Linked DNA regions of Sus scrofa: all the other regions are linked to region 2. The links are chromatin contacts, called in public HiChIP or PLAC-seq and promoter capture Hi-C maps. All regions are on one chromosome and are shown on one strand. The core of a region is the stretch at or near the end of the contact, and the rest is flanking DNA. Distances in the headings are between cores, read along the strand shown. Region 1 holds the start of POMGNT1 (protein O-linked mannose N-acetylglucosaminyltransferase 1 (beta 1,2-)). Region 2 holds the start of GPBP1L1 (vasculin-like protein 1). Region 3 holds the start of LOC100511937 (phosphatidylinositol 3-kinase regulatory subunit gamma).

Region 1 (4,688 bases), core at 1,031-3,530, 500 kb before region 2:
GTTATGTGACCTGATGACATTCACGGAGGACGGGAACCCAAGGAGAGGACTGAGAGTGGGAAGGGATGATTCCAGCAGGAGTTGTGTTGAGTTGGAGGGTTTGTGAAAACGTCCGTCTGGCAGTTAGACACACAGGTCAGCCTGGCGCTCAGGAGAAAGGCTAAGGGTGCAGATGTTAGTTCAGGAATCTAGATGGTCAGAGAGGTCATGAGAGTGGGTGCAATTTTCTTTGGAGAGTGAGTTTGAGGAGAGAAGAGGGCCAGGGGGGAACCCCGAGGGACACCTTTTTAAAATCCTAGTAAAATACATTGGGTTTTCTTCTGTTCTAATAAGTACATATTAAGAGAAATCACCGATTGCTTCAACTGTTAACATTTGGGGGATACAGCCCCACCCTTTTAGGAAGAAGACGGAATATGGAGAGCTAAAAAAAAAAAAAAAAAAAAAAAACTAACGGGTCTTCTGGCTTCCTCTGCCTCCTTTCAATCCGTTATCCACAAAACAGTAAAGGTTCTCTTAAATTGGATTACATTGCTTCCCTGCCTAAAACCGTGCCATGGCTACCCACGCACTTCAAATAAATATCACCATCACCTGGAAACTTTTTAGAAATGTAGAATTCTGCTCTGCCCCAGACTTCTGAATCAAAAGCTCTTAAGAACGGGACCGGCAATTTTTTTTTTGTTTTTTTTTTGTCTTTTTTTTCTATTTCTTTGGGCCGCTCCCGCGGCATATGGAGGTTCCCAGGCTAGGGGTCTAATCGGAGCTGTAGTCCCCGGCCTACACCAGAGCCACAGCAACGCAGGATCCGAGCCGCGTCTGCAACCTACACCACAGCTCACGGCAACGCAACGCCGGATCGTTAACCCACTGAGCAAGGGCAGGGACCGAACCCGCAACCTCATGGTTCCTAGTCGGATTCGTTAACCACTGCGCCACGACGGGAACTCCCGAACCGGCAGTGTTTTAACAAGCCCTCCAAGTGATTGTGAGGCAAGCTAACGTGCGAGAACCTGTGTGTTAAGCTCAGTGCTTTGCAGGAGTTAAACTCTGTGTTATTCTTGTCAGTCCAGCGAGGGCTTCAGAGTGGAATCTGGGGCCAGTCTGCCTGGGTGGGAATTCCAGCGCTCCCACCTTTGTGATGATCCTGGGCCTCCTTTTCCTTGTCTGTCAGGGTGGGATGGGGGAGCACCTCGCTGCAGGACAGGATGGAGCTGCTCTGGAATCCAGCGAGTTAATAAGGTGCTTCCTTAGAACAGGGGCTGCATAGAGGGAGCGCCGTATAAGGAGCGCTCCTCCTTCCCCAGAGAAGGGGACCCAGGCTGAGACGTGCACCGACTGGCCCAAGGGCTAAGCGGGTGGTAGAAGGAGGTTTTCAATCGCCCCTGGTCTCCAAAGGCCGCGCCCGCTCCAGCCTCGCCTGGGCCAGGGGAAGGGGCGGCCGGGGCCGGGGCCTGCAGCCCCTCCGACCCTGCCGCGCCCGGCGCTCTCGCCCAGGTTTGCCGGGTGGGGGGAGAGCGCTGCCCTCCTCCAGCGGCCCGCCCGGCCCGCCGGCCGCGTAAGGGCGCGGACAGGCGGCACCGCCGGGCCGCAGACGCCCGCGGCCGCCCTAAGCGCCGCCCTCTCACCCCGCGGCGCGCGCGGCGGCGGCGGCGGCGGCGGAAGCGGGGGGGCGGGCCGGCCGGGCGGGGCGGGGCCGCGAGCGGCATGGAGGAGGCGGAGGCCGCGCCGCGCCGGGCCGAGCCGTGCGGGCCCAGCGGGGGCCCCAGCGGGGGCCGGGCCTCCTGAGCCGTGAGTGTCTCCGGGTCGGAGTCCGGGAGCGGTGGCGGGGGCCCCGGCGGGTCCCCCGATGCTGGGGCGGCCCGAGCCCTGGGAGGGGAAAGCGAGCCGGAACGCAGGGGCCGAGGGCGTCAGGGGGTGGAGAGAGGTGCGGGGGCGCGGGGATTCGCTGCCCCTCGCTCACCCCAGGCCTGCGAAGGCCAGGGCTCTGATCGCTTTAGGCGGCGATGGGCCTGGAGAATCGATTCTTCGGCTTCCACCGCCGGGGCCAGGGCCTCCCCCCACCCCCCAGTTCCCCCTGCCCCGGGGGAGTTTCCAGGTGCTCGGACTCCTCTGAAGGTTTCTTCTCCGCAGAGAAGTTAAGCCACTTCCCCCAGGTCACCCAGCATGGACGCCTACAGGGAGGAGTTACTGGGAGGTCCTCCCTCGTCTCTCCAGGAAGCACCCGACTTTGGGCGGCACACCTCACCCCACGCGACCCTCTGGTCTCCTCAGATTCCTGAAGGAATGGGTTGGCCGGGACGGTGGTGACCCTCCAATCAGGCATGGACGACTGGAAGCCCAGCCCCCTCATCAAGCCCTTTGGGGCTCGGAAGAAGCGGAGCTGGTATCTTACTTGGAAGTATAAACTGACCAACCAGCGGGCCCTGCGGAGATGCTGTCAGGTACAGAGGGGTCCCAGACCTTCCAGGGGCTCCCTGCCAGCTTTCCCCCAGCCTAGACTATGGGCACTGGGACCTCCCTGGGCTGCCCCCACTCTGGAGAGAGGCGGCAGCTTCCTGGAAGGGAGACCTCTTGGTGTCATGTCCCTTCCAGGTAGTGGGTCAGGCCCAGCGTTCTGGAATCAGAACCCAAGGACAACCGCCTAGGCTTCTGACAAACCTGAAGCCGGATGGGGGAGGATCGGGGCACACACCTCTCAGGCAGCAGGGCTATAGGACCCAGGGTTTCAGATCCCCAGCGTGGCCCACCTCTAGGAGCTGATGGTGGAGGGGAGCAAGGAGAGCAAGGCCTCCAGTGGAAGAACACAGGACCCCTGGGTAGGGAGCCCCTGGCACAGGGGGAAGGGCCAGGGGAGGGTCCCTGCAGAGGGCGGTTATGACACAGGACTGTGGTCTGGGGAACAGCCGGCCAGGCAGACGGAGGAGGCGCAGACCCCAGGTTTTCCCCGTATCATCGATTCAGCCAGAGCCCTCCTTTCAGGAAGGCCTGCAGCGATCTGGAGGGGGTGCCCCTCTTTAGTCATCCCCACCCCGCCCCTCAGACAGGCGCTGTGCTTTTCCTACTGGTGACCGTCATTGTCAACATCAAGTTGATCCTGGACACGCGGCGAGCAATCAGCGAGGCCAGTGAAGACCCAGAGCCGGAACAAGACTATGGTCAGGCCAGAGGACGGATTGGATGGGGGGGGGTGTCCCCCCAGGGCCCTACGGCTGAACTGGCGGGCAGATCCCAAGGGACGAAACTCTGCGGGAGGGGCGATCTCCATGACCTCTTGCACCCCCAGATGAGGCGCTGGGCCGATTGGAGCCCCCACGGCGCAGAGGCAGTGGCCCCCGACGGGTCCTGGATGTGGAGGTATACTCAAGCCGCAGCAAAGTGTATGTGGCAGTGGACGGCACGACGGTGAGTGGCCGGGGTCTGGTGTCCAGTCACTCCATCCTGCTCAGGCTGTGGTCCGCTGGCTCTGGGTCCCCTGCCCGCGTGGGAACTGAGCCGCTTCCAGTCTCCAGCGGTGCCTTTGGAAGTCCCAGGTCCTCTTCTGTAGGTTTCTCCTTGGCAGGATGTGAAGTGTGTCATGTATGGTGAGATATTATCAGACGTGGTCATTAGGGAGTTCCCGTTGTGGCGCATCGGAAATGAATCCGACTAGTGTCCATGAGGACGTGGGTTCCATCCCTGGCCTCACTCGGTGGATTAAGGATCCGGGGTTGCCGTGAGCTGAGGTGTAAGTCGCAGATGTGGCTTGGATCCCGAGTTGGCTGTGGCTGTGGCGTAGGCTGGCAGCTGTGGCTCCAGTTCTACCCCTCGTCTGGGAACTTCCCTAGGCTTCAGGTGCGACCCTAAAAAAGCAGAAAGTGATGCGATCGATCGTTAGGATTAGTAGGCCGTTAAGTCATTGACGTATTTACTTCATAACTACTGCCTGGTCCCTTCTCCGGCCTCAGCTTTGTCCTGAGCCCTGGGACCTGGGAGGTAGTCAGACCTGGCCCTGCTTTGAGGGGCTCGATCTGCTGGACTGTGATGGCTCCAGCAGGAGGCGGGGGATAGGGCTCTAAGAGCCCCGGAGGCTGTGGAGGGGAGGGCTGCAGGAAGACGCGTGATCTCTTTTGAGGGGATGCCGAGGAGCTTCCCGGAAGACGTGGCCTTCAAGCTGGGTTGAGAGAGAACTGTGTGACAGGGCTTTGGCAGGAGGGGAGGTTTCGTTTCATGCAACTGATTTTTAAGTGCCCGTGAGACAGACAGACCTTGAATGCAACATCTAGAAGAGTTGGATCTTGTCTTTGCTGCTCTGTAGGTGCTGGAGGATGAGGCCCGGGAGCAGGGCCGGGGCATCCATGTCATCGTCCTCAACCAGGCCACGGTGAGATTCTGGGGGAAAAGGACATAGGGGGCCAAAGCTGAACCCTCCCTGCTGGTGACATTGACTCACGAGAGCTGCATCCCCTGCCAGGGCCATGTGATGGCAAAGCGTGTGTTTGACACATACTCGCCTCATGAGGATGAAGCCATGGTTCTCTTCCTCAACATGGTGGCGCCTGGCCGCGTGCTCATCTGCACTGTCAAGGTCAGTGACTGCGCTGGCGCCATTCCCAAAGCTCCTAGCTCAAGCCCTACGCGTGGCCCTGGGTTCTGTTCCCCTAGCACGGCACAGTGGCAAGAGCCTCTGGGCGAGGGGGACCAGGTTC
Region 2 (4,929 bases), core at 1,505-4,004:
ATTAAAATCATGTGTTTACTTGTCTGTCTCAGTAGGTTCAAGGGCGAGGACCATAATTTTTTTCTTTGCCTTAAAAAATCCCCAATGCCTTTCATGGTACATGGCCAAAGCAATAACCCTGCTGATTCTGGGCTTTAGTGAGAAGATTCCATATTTCAACAGATAAACAGATCAAGAGTAACTCAAAAAAAAAAAAAAATGTTGGATGAAAGAAAAAATGGAATAGTTATTTAAGAATCTTGGTGATTACCCAAAATGCTAGGAATGATTCCATCTTTTTTCTTTTTCAGCTGGACCTGCAGCACGTGGAAGTTCCCAGGCCAGGGATCAAACTGGAGCCAGAGCTGCAACCTGTGCCACATCTGTAGCAATGCTGGATCCTTAACCCGCTGTGCTGGGCTAGGGATTGAACCAGTGCCTCCATGGAGACAAGCCAGATCATTAACCCATTGTGCCACAGCAGGAACTCCTCTTTTTTTCTTTTTGTATAGAATGTTCTTCCCTGAGCTACTTGCATGGCTCCTTCCCTCACTGCTGATCACCCTGCTTGTAAATGCAATCCTTAAGTCTACTGTTCTCTATTCCCCCTCCCTGCTCTAAAGTTCTCTATAGCATGTAACACTTGACACAGCAAACATTTCAACCAGAATATAAGAGGAAAGGATTTTTTTCTTCTTCACTGCTATTGCCTAGCCAAGCAATGCCTGGAAAGTAGTGCTCAAATATTTGCTGAATAAACTAACCTTTGAAGATGCTCGAGAAAACTTCTGGATGAAGCGAAGCATATTGGGCCTCATTGAGAGTCTTGCTTAGGAAGATGCCAGGCAGTTCTGATTAATGTATTTTTACAGCTAACTGGAGGGTCTTAATCAGAAGCATGCTGCTATGTACAAAATAAGATGTCATTTATTTTCTTCATTTTATACATAGTTTTTTAAAAGTAGTAATTCGGGAGGATTTCTTCCATATAACACAGTTTCCTTGGAAAACAATCACTAATGTTTTCAAAAAATCAGTTAACATATTAATAGATCCTTTTCTTCTCTGAACCATTTTTTTAAGCTTTTGATGTCTGGTATTACAACGTAATTAATGCATAGAGACAATAGATCTGGGTTTTACAAATGCCTCCCTCATTTCCCAGCTGTGTGACCTTGAGTAAATTGTTTCCTTGGAGTGCAGCTTTCTCATCTTTAACACTGGAAGTCATAGGAGTTCCCGTTGTGGCTCAGTGGTTAACAAATCCAACTAGGAACCATGAGGTTGCAGGTTCGATCCCTGGCCTCGCTCAGTGGGTTAAGGATCTGGCGTTGCTGTGAGCTGTGGTGTATGGGTCACAGACACAACTCAAATCCCGAGTTGCTGTGGTTCTGGCGTAGGTTGGTGGCTACAGCTCCAATTCGACCTCTAGCCTGGGACTTCCATACGGGTGCGGCCGAAGAAAAAAAGACAAAACACTGAAAGTCATATAGCTTCTCTGCTTTTTTTTTTTTTTTCCCTTAAGGTATGTTTTGGGGCTTTGTAGTTTACAGCTCAAAGTAATGATAGTAGCAATCAATACAATTTAGCAGGCACTGTAACTATGTGTTTTATATGCACTAACTCATTCAATACAATGACCTCATCAACTTGGTGCTGGAAACAGTATTGCCTGTTAAGTTAGAGTGCAGACTTGAGTCAAATAATCTGGTTTGGAATCCTGGCTCCAACATAGTATTAGCTATATCACTTTGGACAAATTATTTAAGCTGGCTATGGTGCAGTTCACTCATCTACAAGGCTTATAATAACTACATAGGGTCTTTGTATTTTTAAAAAAAAAAAAAAGTCAATACATGTAAAGAGCTGACAACTGTTCCTAACACAAAGTAGGCACTCAAAAAATATTAGCTATTATTCCCACCTTACACAATATAAGCAGCCCAGTAAGTGGCTGTGTGAAAATATGAATCTACATCTATCATGTTTACATGAGTTCCATTCTTAACCAGAAGAATGAGGTGTCTAAAAATCCAAACCCCACAGTTGCTGCTTGATTAAAAAACTTGGTGAACTAATTTCTTGACTACAGATCTTAGGGCTGGGTCAAGAAATTCTGTACACCAGCCAGTCAGTGTCTTCATTCTATGAATAAGGAAGCAAGCAGGACGTTTATCTCTGGCCTCTGAGCAGAGGTTAGATAACACACATCTACTCCTGACTCCCAGACACACGTATCCGCATGGCCCACACATTCACCTTTGTTCAAAATCACCCCATTAAAAAGCTTAATGCTCCCTCAACCTTTCGAACTTTCTATGCAAGGTGACATGTGCTTCCCATCTCAAGAGTATTGAAGCGAAAAAGTGACACCCTAAAAGCCTGAGGACGGCAACTGGTGAGGGGTTTAAAGGACAAAGCCCCAAGTGTTAATCTGCTCAATTTTGGTGAAAAAGCTCAAGGTTTCCACTGCCTCAAATATAAGAGTTGCAAAATGCAAGTCTCAGCGCCGACAGCAGAGAAAAGGGAAGGCGGGGTCTGGATGCAAAGATCCTCGGGAAACTGTGCCCAACTGTGCCTGCGGTTTCAGTTTTACTCTGAAGGCTTGGTGCCCCCCTTTCCCAACCTGCACTGGTCGCAGCAGCGCTGTTACTTACTTGCCAGCGTCGCGCGGGGAGGTGGAAAGCTGAGCTGCAAGATTGGCCAGGCTCTCTGGAAAAAGCACTTCCGGCAAGTGGGGGTTATTAGCCTCCCACTTCCTGGGAGCCGGAAAAAAATCAGTCCGGCTGGAGACCTAACCACCCCTAACTGGTTCCCAATTCCAGGCTTTCTGTCTTGGACTCTAACATCTTGATTCTAGTGAAAGCCGGCTTTGGAATTCTTAGGGCATCTGAACGGTCCTTGCCTTTCTATTCCAGGTTTCCCAGCCAGAAGAATCTGCTCCGCAGAGTTCGGGAAGGTGGAGTGAAACTACTGGAACCATCTCAGAGTGATGGTGGTGGAGCAAGGTAGGAGAGATTTGGAGTCTAGGCCAAGTATGACTTGGCCAAATTGCTTGCTATCTCTGGAATTCATTTTTTTACTTTGCGTAACAACAAAGTTTCTAGGATCAACGGGGCACATCTCCCTTCTCATTGGGGTCCTGAACTAATACTAGCTAAGAAAACAAACACCTGTTTCCACTTCATTTTCTTTGCTGCTAACTGAAAACTTAGTTAAGAAATAAAAAGCACCGGGGCAGGACTTTCACTTCCATGAAAGACGTGGTAAGAGTCTTGGGCTTGAGGGTGACCCGGAAGTTAGATTATTCCTCCTGTCGCTCTCCGCTTTAACTTTTGTTTGTGAGCTAGGTGACCTTGAGCAAGTCCCTTCCCTTCTCTGAGCTTCAATTTCAGTCTGTCATCGGGAGTTCCCGCTGTGGCACAGCTGGTTAATGACCCCACTTGTCTCTGTAGAGGTGCCAGTTGGATGCCCAGCCCACTGCAATGGGTTAAGGATCTCTCCTTGCTGCAGCTATGGCGTAAGTCGCAGCTCTGGCTCGGAATGAATCCCTGACCAGAGCACTTTCCTACGCCGCGAGTGCGGCTGGAAAAAAAAAAAAAAAAGGAAGCACCACTAGACGTATCTGTCTGAAGACAATGGGAGACCTGAACCGGCCCAGGATGGCCAGTTTCACATTCCTCCAGATTCTATGTAGTCTAGCTTCCTGGTTACCAGCTCTCTCAAGGTTTAGCTTCGCGTGCAGAACGGGCTCACAGCACATTCTTCCTGATGCTAACCCCTTCCAGCCGCTATCGGCTTTCACTTTTATTTCCTCCTCCGTCATGGCAGCGCCGCCCCTTCCCGTTACGCGACACCCAATGAAACTTTGGGTCAGAGAAACAGCTTCTCCGCCCTGGCACGGGAGCAGACTCAGACCCGAAATCCTCCCGGTGCTGGGACAGGGGCGTGACGCCAGCGGTCGGGCGGAACTAGCACTCCCAGTGGGCAACGCCTCGGGCCCAGCCGCGCAGGACTCCAGAGCCCGGCAGCGAGGCCCGCTGGGGGCTGGAGTCTTAGCGACGCGCGCGCACGTGGAAGGCAGGAGCCGAAAGTGGGAAGGGGTCGGCAAACACACACGCCTACCGGTGAGCACCTGTAGAGGTAGTTCGGAGAGGCGTGCTTCCCCAGAGGTGGGGTGTGCAGGACGAAGGGGCGTGTTGAAACGGGCACACCGTACACACCCACCCACTCGTTCGCACGCGCCCAGGCCCGAGTGTCGGGAGAGGCAATGGAAGGGGAGTATCAAACCCAGTTGATCTCCGCCTCTAAGGCGGCGCGCGGAAAAGCAGGGTTCTCCCCTGCAGAGGGGCGGGGGCGACCGGGCACGGCCGCAAGCCGCTGCGGAGGGAGGGCTGGGGGCGGGGCGAGGGACAACCGCTGTTCTCGCGGCCGCACGTTGGCGCTCGGAGCGCCGGCGGCGGTCGCCCGAGCAGCGCCCGTGCGCGTGCGCGCCTGTGGGCGGGGCAAGCGAGGGGGCGTGTCAGAGGCGGGGCCGGGCGGGGGGGCCGGGCTGGCCTTCGCTCCTCCCCCTGCGCCCGCTCTGCCCCTCCTGGGCCGTGTGGGCCGGGCAGCCATTTTGGGAAGAGCTTTGTTATGGTTGTGGGCTCTTCACCTCCGCGGGAGCAGGAAGCGGGGGACGCGCCCTGAGACGCCGCGACTGGCCCCTAGCTGGAGCTCCGCGGCTGCCCGGTGAGTGCGCGTTGCGGACACCTGGGCGGGGGGGGGATCTCGCGTCGTCCGGCGCGGGCCTCCGCCCGGTCCCCGACCGAGCGGCTGTTGCAGCAAGTTGCGGGAGGCTCTCACACAGGTGGTTGGGTGTAGGTCGGTCCGGGGAGCCGGGGGCGAGCCCACGCGTCGTGCGGTTCCGACGCCGCACCTCGCCCGGCGCGGGCAGCCGTGCCCGCGAGC
Region 3 (4,512 bases), core at 1,720-4,219, 440 kb before region 2:
CTGTGCGGACTTGGCCTTATCACGAGACAAGTGGTCAAGGGAAGATAATGAGAAAGGGAAAAAAAAGAGGGGATTGAGTCCTCCTCCAAAGGCTAAAGCCAGTCCTGGTGTTAAAGCTAGTGACCTTAAAAAAGTAATAAAAGTATGTTTCCATTTTTCAAGGCTTTTAAAAAATACTGTGTGCTCAGATGGCACCTTTAATCACGAAGAACTTTTGGCTGAGTTCCAGGCTGATTCTGCTGGCACAGAGAGCTCTGAGATCATACCCTATATTCAGTGCACAGAAGAAATATTTCATCCATCTCTGAAATAAAGAGGGGAAATAAGCATATTTGAACTGTTTCATAGCAAGACCAGACTGGGGTGAAAAGCGAAGGACACTGTCCATTTGGAGTTACAGAAAGGTACTATCAATTCAAAGTACCTATGCGGCTTTTTTTGTTTTTGTTTTTGTTTTTTGTTTTTCATTCTCAGAGTGTTTCACAATGAACTAAGAAGCTTGCCTAAATCTGAAGGCAATCTCCAATTTCATAGATATATAAATGAAGGCAGATTTGCTGATTTACCTAAGACGAAATTAAAAAAAGAAGGGAGGAAAATGGGGGAAAAGCCTCCCAAAAAACCCCCCAAAACAACAACTCCCAAAGTAGCAGGTTATGACCTAGGAGTTTGAGCTCTCAGAGCTGAATTTAATCCACACCCAGGCCAAATATAATTCTCCAGGATGGAACTGGTCCAGGGCACCAGAGCTAACATTCTCTACCTTCGCCAAAGAGCCTGAGGCACTTTGGTGACAAGCAGTTGGAATCTCATTTCTGCTTCTCAACCGAAAGAAAGTAAGGCCAGCATCATTTGACAGGCCCTTCCCACCATGGCAGGGCACTGTTCAAGCCCATCCAAAGGAAGTATGCTCCCCCTTGATTCATCATGGTATCTTTCATCACTGTGATTCTTTGGGGGCCTCCTATCCAGAGGTTTATTTGTTGGACAGTTGGGTCATATGGTTTTAGAGGCCAAGATTGAATCACACAGCTTTTCTCCATGGGTTACAGTCTTGGGCACTCATTATATACTGGGCTGTTTCTTGACTACACTTCCCAAAGCCTTAGCTGTGGAAAAGGCCTGGGTGATCACTCTGTGTATTGGAAATTGAACCCCCACCATGAACTCTTGAAAAATGGTCCAGGCAAAAGCTGCTAGGGAAATCTGAAAGCCATTATCTTTTCCACACTTCCACGCTTCACCTTCATTTTGTTTGGGAATGCACAGGGACACCCGTGAAGCAAAATAAACCAACTTGCCCTTGCCTGATTGTGCTGTTTTTTTGAGTTATCAAATGTGAGTACTTCTGGCTCCCAGATATGATGAAGTAAAGAGTCTGCTGGGAAGCCAGCCACAAATCAGAGGTGATCTTCCAGCATCCTCTACCTAGAGAAATGGTTCAGGACATTCAAATTAATGTGCCCTGCCCCAAGTTGATTTGGCTTCTGAATCATATTTGGATTTCAGAAATGTAAGAAAGCAAACATATAAGAATTCTGCTGTGTTTTCTCAGCTCAACCTTGTCCATTCATTCTTCCTGGCTCTATTTAATGCATGACTTTATATCCAGTCCATACACATTTTGACTGTCTGCTCCCAGGAACTGTCTGAACTCAGAGCAGCTTTAAGGAAGGCAGAACCACTTTAGGAGGGAGAGGGTGAAACGTGGCAACTCTTCCACAGGAAAGTCAATATAGCAGAGCCACTCAGGGTAGAAGGTTTTGCTAGGGCTTAAATCAGGTTGTCAACTCGAACACAATGGGCTTTGTCATTCCTGTGTAAAGAGGAAGTGGAATAGTTTTTGGCCTCCTGAGACTGTATTGCAGGGTATGCAGAATGGCAATGACAGGCACAACCTTCAGGAGACACAGATGTGCTTTTTGGCTATTCAGTGTCCCCTAGCAAGTTAATTAGCTGTCTCTGAAGTGCGCGTAAATATTCAGCATTTTCATACCGAAGTCTATCAGTTTTAAGAATGCGGGGAGGGACTGGGTGTACGTGGAAGGGGATCTGTCGGGAAACAGAATAGAGCCCTTTCAGCGAGGGATCCCAAAACAGGTGATCTCAGAAATCACACACATGCTGTAAATGCAAGGCATTTTTTCTTTCTTTAACACTCCACGATTCATTTCAGCTGTCGGGAGTTCCCTCTGGGTTCAAAAGTCCTGGGGTGGAAAGCGCAGAACTGCGAAATACCTCCTGAAGAAGAGAAGCCGCGACTGGGCTCAGTGAGCGGCCGGGGACAGTTGCACTGGGCCCATCCTCTGAGCGATAACAATCCTGCAAGTGGGCTTGGGGACCTTTGTTTTATGTGACAACTTATCGCGGGGGGATGAGGAGGGCTGTCCTTGCACCGGGAAGAGGTCCGTAGGGAGGAACTCTATCCAGGGACCTCCTATAAGGACCAGAAGAACGCGCGTCCTGCCAAGTGACAGCACGAGCCCGTCTCCGTCCGCTCCCCTCCCCCGCGGCCAGTCTCCGGGCAGAGCTGTCCCGCGCCAGCCAGTCCTCCCCGCCTCGACTACTCGTCCCAGCGGACCGAGCCTCAGCGGGAGCCCCGCCTGTCTCCGGGCAGCTCGAGGCCCCGAGCGCTCGCCCAGCCTGTCAGTAACCGCCGTTTGCGCTTTCTTCTTTTTTTTCTCCTCCTCTTTTCTTTCCCCCTTCTGCCTTTGTCCCGCTTAGTAACTGGGCTCCAACCAATCGCCGTCTCACCGGCCGGCGCCGGCTAGCTTCTGATTGGCCCGCTTGGGCGCGCAGCCGTCTCCCGCTCCTCCGCTGGAGCAAGGCAGACAAAAGACGCAGGCTCCAGGCTCCGGCAACCAGGCTCAGCCAATCACCAGCCACCTCAACCTCTCTTCCCCCCTCCTCTCCCCTCTCCTCCGCGCCCCGCCCGCCTCGCGTGCTCCCGGCACTGACTCCGGGCGTGCGGCCAGCGCCCGGGCCCTACCATTCTGATTGAGGCTAGGGGGTGGGAGGATGGAGGCTTCAGGAGCTGAGGACTAGGGAACGGTGAGGAGAGTTGACAGCCGAGGAGGAGGACAGCTTTCTGTACATTCTCTCAGGCACCTGACAGAAGCCCCAACAATTCGAGGCCGGGCAGCGTGGAAGGAGCAGGGGTGATGTGGCCCGTTCCCCCTGCTCAGCGCGATTGGGTGGCGCCTCAGCGGGGGAGCGTGGGGGCGGGGGAGGGTGTCCCCCTCCGCGCCGTTAAAATGAAACTCTAGTGGCTGGAGTCAGGGCAGAGCGTGAGGGGAGCCAGCGCTGGCTGGTTTGCTTTTAACCCGGCGGGAGCGCTCGACAGAGCAGAGCTAACTGGACTCTCGGACGGCCCCCATCCCGAGGCTGCAGCAGCTTCGGTTCCAAGCCCGACCGCAACCGAGCCCGAGTCCCGGCCCCTGAGGGGATCTCTCCCTGCAGACCAGTGGGACCCCGAAACTTGAACGCAATACCCAACCCCCTTTTTATGCCCCCCCCCCGCCCGTCACTTCCCCACCTCTCTCCCAAGCGTTCTTTTTTTTTTTCCCCCCTCTCCATTCCCCCTCCTTCGAAGGACACAAAAGTGGTTTCCTCGGAAGAATTTGGAGGCAATGAGAGCTTTTCTCTTTGGAGAGCAAGTGTGTAGAAGAGATTTTTGGGAAGCCGCTTTTTAGCACCTCTGCCCTCCCCCCCCAAACCTCTCTGTACCTCTCGGAGGAGAAGAGCCCACAGACTGAACGTTGGGGGCGGGGGGCATTTTGCTCGTTGCCGGAGGAGGAGCGGGGGAGAGGACAGGACCCCCGTCCTCGTCCTGGCAGTTGGCTGGACTTGTACCGGCCGTTGGAAACGCCGAAGTATATTTCCGAGTGGGACTTTGACAGAGAGAGAGAGATGTTAGATTTTTAAATAGCAGATAAAAGTATCTATGCTTTCTATATATTTCCTGACGACCTGCCCGTGACAGCGCGATGTACAATACCGTGTGGAGTATGGACCGCGATGACGCAGACTGGAGGGAGGTGATGATGCCCTATTCGACAGAACTGATATTTTATATTGAAATGGATCCTCCAGGTACTTGGGAGAAAGAGAGAATCTTGCGATGGGTCTGATTTGTGTTTAACAAGACCTTGGTGATGTTTTCAGGGCAGAAGTATTCTTGGGTGCGCTGGGTGCGGGATGAGGGGCAGATTTGCAGTTGGAGCTGCAGTAAAGCTGCTTCTGGTTTACACGCTTAAAGTTTGCAGTTAGGACCCCGATCCTATTGTCCTGAGAGGGTGGGGGTGGGGGCCTGGGGTGGGGGTGGGAGGAGAGATCCGTTTCTTTTACTTCTTCGCCTTTGCTGGTCGTTCGGGTTTTTGTCTTGCCCCCCCCCCCGTCTTTTTCTTTTTCTTTTTTTTTTTTTTTTCAATTAAAGATTCTTCTACCTGCAAAGGATGCTTTGTATCCCAGTCTTGAAGTCGGTCTTTCCCTTTGAGGAAATCCTTTAAGGCT

Evidence for each region. Promoter capture Hi-C pulls out the DNA fragments that hold promoters and counts their contacts. HiChIP or PLAC-seq counts read pairs in DNA pulled down with a chosen protein or histone mark.
Region 1: a contact with region 2 is called in a promoter capture Hi-C map of fetal liver, with 2.6 times the contacts expected there. The contact joins the promoter of POMGNT1 here to the promoter of GPBP1L1 in region 2. A contact is called at or near these places in 1 of 5 promoter capture datasets (fetal liver) and 1 of 2 datasets of contacts at active chromatin or transcription factors (alveolar macrophages).
Region 3: an H3K27ac HiChIP or PLAC-seq map of alveolar macrophages shows a contact between it and region 2. The contact joins the promoter of LOC100511937 here to the promoter of GPBP1L1 in region 2. A contact is called at or near these places in 2 of 5 promoter capture datasets (fetal skeletal muscle and liver) and 2 of 2 datasets of contacts at active chromatin or transcription factors (alveolar macrophages and skeletal muscle).

The regions. Positions count from the first base shown.
Region 1 is chr6:165,211,150-165,215,837 of Sscrofa11.1, forward strand. It overlaps POMGNT1 (protein O-linked mannose N-acetylglucosaminyltransferase 1 (beta 1,2-)), which reads left to right and starts at 2,281. Exons shown (of 21, transcript NM_001078669.1): 1 at 2,281-2,444; 2 at 3,044-3,158; 3 at 3,287-3,405; 4 at 4,298-4,363; 5 at 4,454-4,567. The coding sequence starts at 2,325.
Region 2 is chr6:165,706,210-165,711,138 of Sscrofa11.1, forward strand. It overlaps GPBP1L1 (vasculin-like protein 1), which reads left to right and starts at 2,755. Exons shown (of 12, transcript XM_021096736.1): 1 at 2,755-2,987. It overlaps TMEM69 (transmembrane protein 69), which reads right to left and starts at 2,774. Exons shown (of 3, transcript XM_021096737.1): 1 at 2,637-2,774; 2 at 744-883. The coding sequence starts at 797.
Region 3 is chr6:165,265,291-165,269,802 of Sscrofa11.1, forward strand. It overlaps LOC100511937 (phosphatidylinositol 3-kinase regulatory subunit gamma), which reads left to right and starts at 2,970. Exons shown (of 10, transcript XM_013999442.2): 1 at 2,970-4,092. The coding sequence starts at 3,987.